2 separate regions of the Rattus norvegicus genome follow, and region 1 is linked to region 2. The links are chromatin contacts, called in public Hi-C maps. All regions are on one chromosome and are shown on one strand. Each heading gives the region's core, a stretch centred on a gene start, on an enhancer-like site or on the middle of the called end of the contact. The rest is flanking DNA. Distances are from core to core; before and after follow the strand shown. Region 1 has its middle 29 kb from the start of Spen. Region 2 holds the start of Zbtb17 (zinc finger and BTB domain containing 17).

Region 1 (2,857 bases), core at 170-2,669, 120 kb before region 2:
TACCTAGCAGAAGGTGTTCAAGACACAACTGACTGTCCTGGGGAGTGGGCAGTCACAGGGCAGACAACGTGGCCTCTAAAAGGCAGTGGGGTGGTGGCAAGATGGAGCACCATGAGCCTGGTAGAATCTTAGAGATGAAAGCCAGGCACTGTACCGTATGCCTATAGCCCAGCCCTTGGGATGCAGAAGCAAGAGGAGTACTGCCAGAGCCCAATCTCCTCTACTTTGTGTGTTTTGGTCTAGCCTGAGCTACACAGGAAGCCCCTTTCTTGGAAGAAAGAGACTCTAGAGTGAGAAGTCTCCCTCACAGGCTGGCCAGCAGCCATACCTAGGTTTCCCGACCTCCACTACAGGGTCCTCCTACCCCTCCTACAGCCTTCACCTTCCAACACCCACTTACTGAGAGCATCAGCCTGGGGAGGCAGGAAGCATGAGGAAAGGGCCTGTGGAGATGCCCTGGGGTCAGAGTTAGGGCTGGGAAGGAATTGTCCTGGGAAGTGGGACAGTGGCTTCTACTGATGAGAGCCATTTGCCCCAGAGGAAGTGGTCACTGGGTCCAAGGCTCATCCTCTCCCTCCTTGTGCACTTTGACCCCAGCCCTCTGGAGGCAGACACAACCCGGACTCCTGGGGAAGTGGGAGAGAGTAGCTTGCTCTCGGGGGAGGGGCATGGACTGGCCTCCTCTCCTTGGTCTGCCCTTTGGGCACCGACTCGGAGGCCACGTCTGCACAGCACTCCCACACCCTCAATCTGAGGCTGGGAAGTTTCCACTCTGGCTCCTCCATAGTCTGAGTCAGGCTTGACCTGTCACCTAGGAGAGGCTGCAGGAAGTGGCGAACTTCCTTCTCCTGGCTCTGAGCTCGGTTGGCTTTCTTCCTCTGACTGGGTCCTTCCACTCTCTCCAGGTGGCTGATCAGAAGTGACAGAGAGCATGACTAGAACAAACGTTGGCTAATGGGCAGGGTTCCCCAGCGAGCAAATGATCAGGGAACTCCTGGACCCAGGATCTGGGGCACAGCCCCAGAGGCCCACGTGGCAACCCCTGAAGAAGGATCTAGTAGGTACCAGGCACAAACATGGCGGACAGCCCTAGGAAGGGGAGGAATGCCCCCATGTTATATGAGAGAGTAACACAGAGTGCAAATAAATGGGCATGATAGCCACGAAGGGCCGGCCCACTAGGCTTTGCGTGAAGACAGATGGTGGGCTTTCCTGAGGGTAGGTGGGGAGGTAGGCAGAGGGTGGAGGATTCTCTCAGCTGGGATAGCTAAGGGCTGCAAAACAATCAAAAGTGAGGAGGGTGGGGTTGGTGCTGCGAGGAAGGGAAGGTGCTGGGCCAAGAGGTCCATCTGTCCATCTGTGGAATGCTGGGAGGCATGAAGGAGGGGCAGTCTCTGGTCACAGGTTCTGAACCTTAGCTCCCTCCCCAGGCCTGTGACTTGTTTGTTTTACTCAATTGTCAGCACGCACAGGGCTGCATGCACCAGGCCAGCCCTTAGTAAATATGTGTGGAATGAACACATCTGCCCTTGGAATTTGGAGAGAGGTGACTCCAAACTGGGTTAAGAATTGTAGCCCAGGGTTGGGGATTTAGCTCAGCGGTAGAGCTCTTGCTTAGCAAGCGCAAGGCCCTGGGTTTGGTCCCCAGCTCTGAAAAGAAAGAAAGAAAAAAAAAGAATTGTAGCCCAGAGAGTCATGTGGAAATCCGTGATGGCCCTGGTGTCTGTAAGAGTGCTAGTGGGGACTGGAGAGGTGGCCTAGGAGTCAAAAGGGCTGGCTGCTCTTCCAGAGGACCTGGATTCGAGTCTCAGCACCCAGGGGGCAGCTCCCCACTGTCCGTAAGTCCCATTCCGGGAGATCAGATGTTTCTTAGGCATGCACGGAGACAAAACACTCACAGACTTTTTTTGTTTTTAAAGAAGAAAGGTCAGGGACTGGAGAGATGGCTCAGCGGTTGAGAGCACCGACTGCTCTTCCAGAGGTCCTGAGTTCAATTCCCAGCGACCACATGGTGGCTCACAGCCATCTGTAATGGGATCTGATGTCTTCTTCTGGTGTGTCTGATGACAAGCTACAGTGTACTCATATACATTAAATACATATTTAAAAAAAAAAAAGAAGGTCAGGTGGTGCACAGCTTTACCACAGCACTCCAGGAGGCTGAGGCAGGAGGATTACTCCAAGTTCGAAGCCAGTTTCAGACCAACTACGTGGCAGCTCTGTGGCATGTAGCACAATGTCACCCCTCTCTGTTGTGAAGAGGTGATATCCTATTGTAGGAGCTCACTCCTTCTGCCTGTCCGCTCCTCAGCTGACCGACAAGGCCTGTCCCCACAGCTACCTAACTCAAAGAGAGCCACTGTGGACATTCAAGTGCAGGTTTCATGTGTGGATGAACGTCTTCCTACCTCCTGAGTACACATCACAAGGTGAAACCGCAGGGTCCCCTGGTGCCTCTTCTGCTTTTTCTATTCCTTGAACTCCTTCTTTTTTTTTCTTTTTTTTCTGGAGCTGGGGACCGAACCCAGGGCCTTGCGCTTGCTAGGCAAGCGCTCTACCACTGAGCTAAATCCCCAACCCCCCTTGAACTCCTTAGAATACACACATAACACTATTTTTTTTTTCGAAGATTTTTTTGTTTTATATACGTGAGTACACTATAGCTGTCTTCAGACACACCAGAAGAGGGCATCAGATCTCATTACAGATGGTTGTGAGCCACCATGTGGGTGCTGGGAATTGAACTCAGGACCTCTGGAAGAGCAGTCAGTGCTCTTAACCGCTGAGCCATCTCGCCAGCCCCATAACACTATTTTAACAAATCTATCTTTTATTTTATTTAGTGCCGACGAGGGTC
Region 2 (2,791 bases), core at 139-2,638:
GTAGCCCTGGCTGACCTGGAACTCTCTCTGTAGCTCAAGCTGGCCTCAAACTCAGAGATTCACCTGTCTCTGTCTCTCTAATGCCGGGACCACCACTACCCAGCATCTAGTAATCTCTTAACTGATTTCAGGCTCATTCCTTTGTGACTCCTTCAACCTGCCTTAACCTGTGATCTTTCTAGTCCACAAACCGGCTTCTTAAATGCCCTCCCATTAACCTAAAAGTTAAAAGTGCTGAACTAGGTTTGCAACTTCTTAAAGACTTAGGCTGAGCCGGCTGACCTTACCACCCACCTCTGATGAAGAGGAGCTTGAACATTCTCACAAGCATCCTTCACCTAAGGATACGCTGCCTCACTCCTCCTAAGGACCCTTTAGGCTCAGCTTTCCGGGACACTGGGACTCCCTGGATTCACCTAAACTGTGTAAGGTGTCCCCGAGTTAGGCTCCCTTCCTACAGCGCAGTGACATCTGAAAAGCTTGTTTCTCTCTCCCGCGTGAGTCTGATCTCTGAATGGTGATGTCGTTGATGACAGTAACATCAAGGGACTTTCCACACGCATTCTCGCTCTAACTGTAAGCATGCTAGGCCCTGGACAATATATCACGTAACTCATCGCACATCTTAGAAGACTGATTTTATTATAACCCCTACTTTTAAAGATGAGGCAACTTAGGTGGAGAGAGTCTCCGCTTGGAGCTGAGAACCCTAGTCGCACTCGGGGACCCAATCCGCCGGCATCTCTCGCTCTGTCCTCAGATCTGTCAGGGGCGGAGAGCGAGGGAAGCGGGATGGAGGGATGGATCGGTGAATGAATGAACGGTCTGTTACGGGGGGTCAGTGAGGCTCCCGGTCTGAGACACATCCCGGTCGCCCCCGCCAGCCCCACGCCGCCCTGCACTTCGCCCCCGCGCGGCCGCAGCACGCCCACCCACCGCGGCCGGCGCGCGGGGTCAGGGGGCGGTGACAGCCCGGCGGCGGGGGCGGAGATGCCACCAGCCGGGGTGTCACCCAGCCCCGGAGGCGACTCGCGCCCCGTCGGCCGCGCGGGTGCATGGCCACCCCTCCCGGCCGCTCCCGCCGCTCCCGGCCCCGCGGCGCCCTCCGCCCGGGCCTCCCCTCCCCCACACAACCGTCCGGGCGTCCCGCGGCCCCGGCCCCCGCCGCCTCGGTCCCGACTCCCGGGACTCCCGGGCCGCCAGCGCCGTCCCGGTCTCACCTGCCATGTCCCGAACCCCACCACAGATGGAGGTGCATCACGGCCGCGAGAAGGCCGGGGGCAGCGCTTCACAGTAGACAAAGGGCGCCGCCATGTTAGAGTCGGGCGGAACGGACCTCGCTGGCTTCCCGGCTGCGACTTCCGTCGCTGGCGCAGCGCTCGTCCGAGGTGCGCGGCCGCCGGCCGGCGCATGCGCCTCGCCAGCCAAAAGTTCGTTAGTGTACTTCTGGAATTGTACCCATTTTAACCCTTGGTTTCCCGCTTCAAATAGATCTGCAGCGGCACTTACCGTGCACCAGACGCTGTGTTAAGCTCTTTACAGTTCGTTGTCTCCTTCCTCACACCATACAACCGAGTTATTTCTCTTCTCTTTTGAAGGAGTGAAAACTTAGGTGCAAAAAGGATTAGCCGCACATCTTTGTGACAAAGCCGTGATGTGGACCTACTTGTGACTCCCGTTATGGTTTGGAAAATATTTTTTTTTTTTTTGCAGTACTGGGGATCAAACCCAGCAACTTGGACTGGGTAAATGACTCAGGGGTCCAAGTGCTTGCATGCTATACAAGCATGAAAACCCAAGCTCTATCTTGAACACCACATTAAAAGGCAGGGGCTGGCAGGAGCGATAGCTCAGAGGTTAAGAACACTTTTGCTCTGGCAGAGGATTTGACTTCAATTCCCAGAATCCACATTGGTGACTCCAATTTCAAGAGATCTGATGCCTTCTGGTATTTGCAGAAAGTAGACATGCATATGGTGCACATACTTACACGGAGGCAAAATGCTCATAAAATTTAAGTAAACATTAAATAAATAAATGAATAATGATGATGGTGATGATGATGATGATGATGATGATGATGATGATGATAATAATAATAATAATAATAATAATAATAATAATAAAAGTTAAGAGTGGTGCATGCCTGTAATCTCGGGAATTTACTGGCCAGTCAACCTATCCTATCAAAACCTCAGGCTTCAGTGAGAGACCCTGTCCCGAAGGTTGGAAGTTAGTTTAGAACTAAAGATGTAGGTCAGTGTTAAGCCTGAGGACCCAGGCTCCGGTTTCCACTGAGGAAGTGACACAGTAAGTACCTAAGAAGATCAGGGGTGGCAGCTGGGGTGGTTTTTGTATTTAATCCATTATGCCAGGACTGAAGATAATTTCACCGAAATTTTATAATTTATAATTTCACTGAAAACTTTCAAAGAACAAAGACTTAGCTGAGTGTGGTGCACACCTCTAATCCCAGCACTGGAGTTAGGAAACAGGCAGCTCTCTGACTCTGCACGCTATGGATTTGTGGTGTGGCTCATATTCACATGGTGGCTGGGTAGGTGGATATGGAAAGAGTTATGCTTAGGAACTGGGAATAGAGATGGCTGAGTGGAACAGATGGATCTGTTGTGTCCCGAGTCCCTAACTCAATGAGATCCCCACCACCAATACCACCACCTTGTCAGTAGACGCTGTCCCTTCTCCCTTTGAGGGCAGAACTTTGCAAGGGGCTGCTAATTCCATGAGACCCGTCCATCTGACACCCTTCAGTTTCATCTAGGTCTATAAG

The links. A called contact is a pair of places that touch in the nucleus more often than the background predicts.
Region 1: a contact with region 2 is called in a Hi-C map of liver, with 3 times the contacts expected there. The contact joins the enhancer-like site here to the promoter of Zbtb17 in region 2. A contact is called at or near these places in 11 of 12 Hi-C or Micro-C datasets (the A7r5 cell line, the Rat2 cell line, Schwann cells and 6 more).

What each region holds. Positions count from the first base shown.
Region 1 is chr5:159,159,668-159,162,524 of GRCr8, reverse strand. No RefSeq gene overlaps it. Among named protein-coding and RNA genes, the nearest start is that of Spen, 29 kb to the right of the region's middle. Within about 2 kb of position 1,419, at least 28 of the 93 cell types and tissues checked have an H3K27ac peak or open chromatin away from gene starts, as enhancers often do. A contact at or near this core is called in the A7r5 cell line, Schwann cells and liver, where this site is marked.
Region 2 is chr5:159,035,079-159,037,869 of GRCr8, reverse strand. Zbtb17 (zinc finger and BTB domain containing 17) reads right to left here and starts at 1,388. Exons shown (of 16, transcript NM_001012105.1): 1 at 1,221-1,388.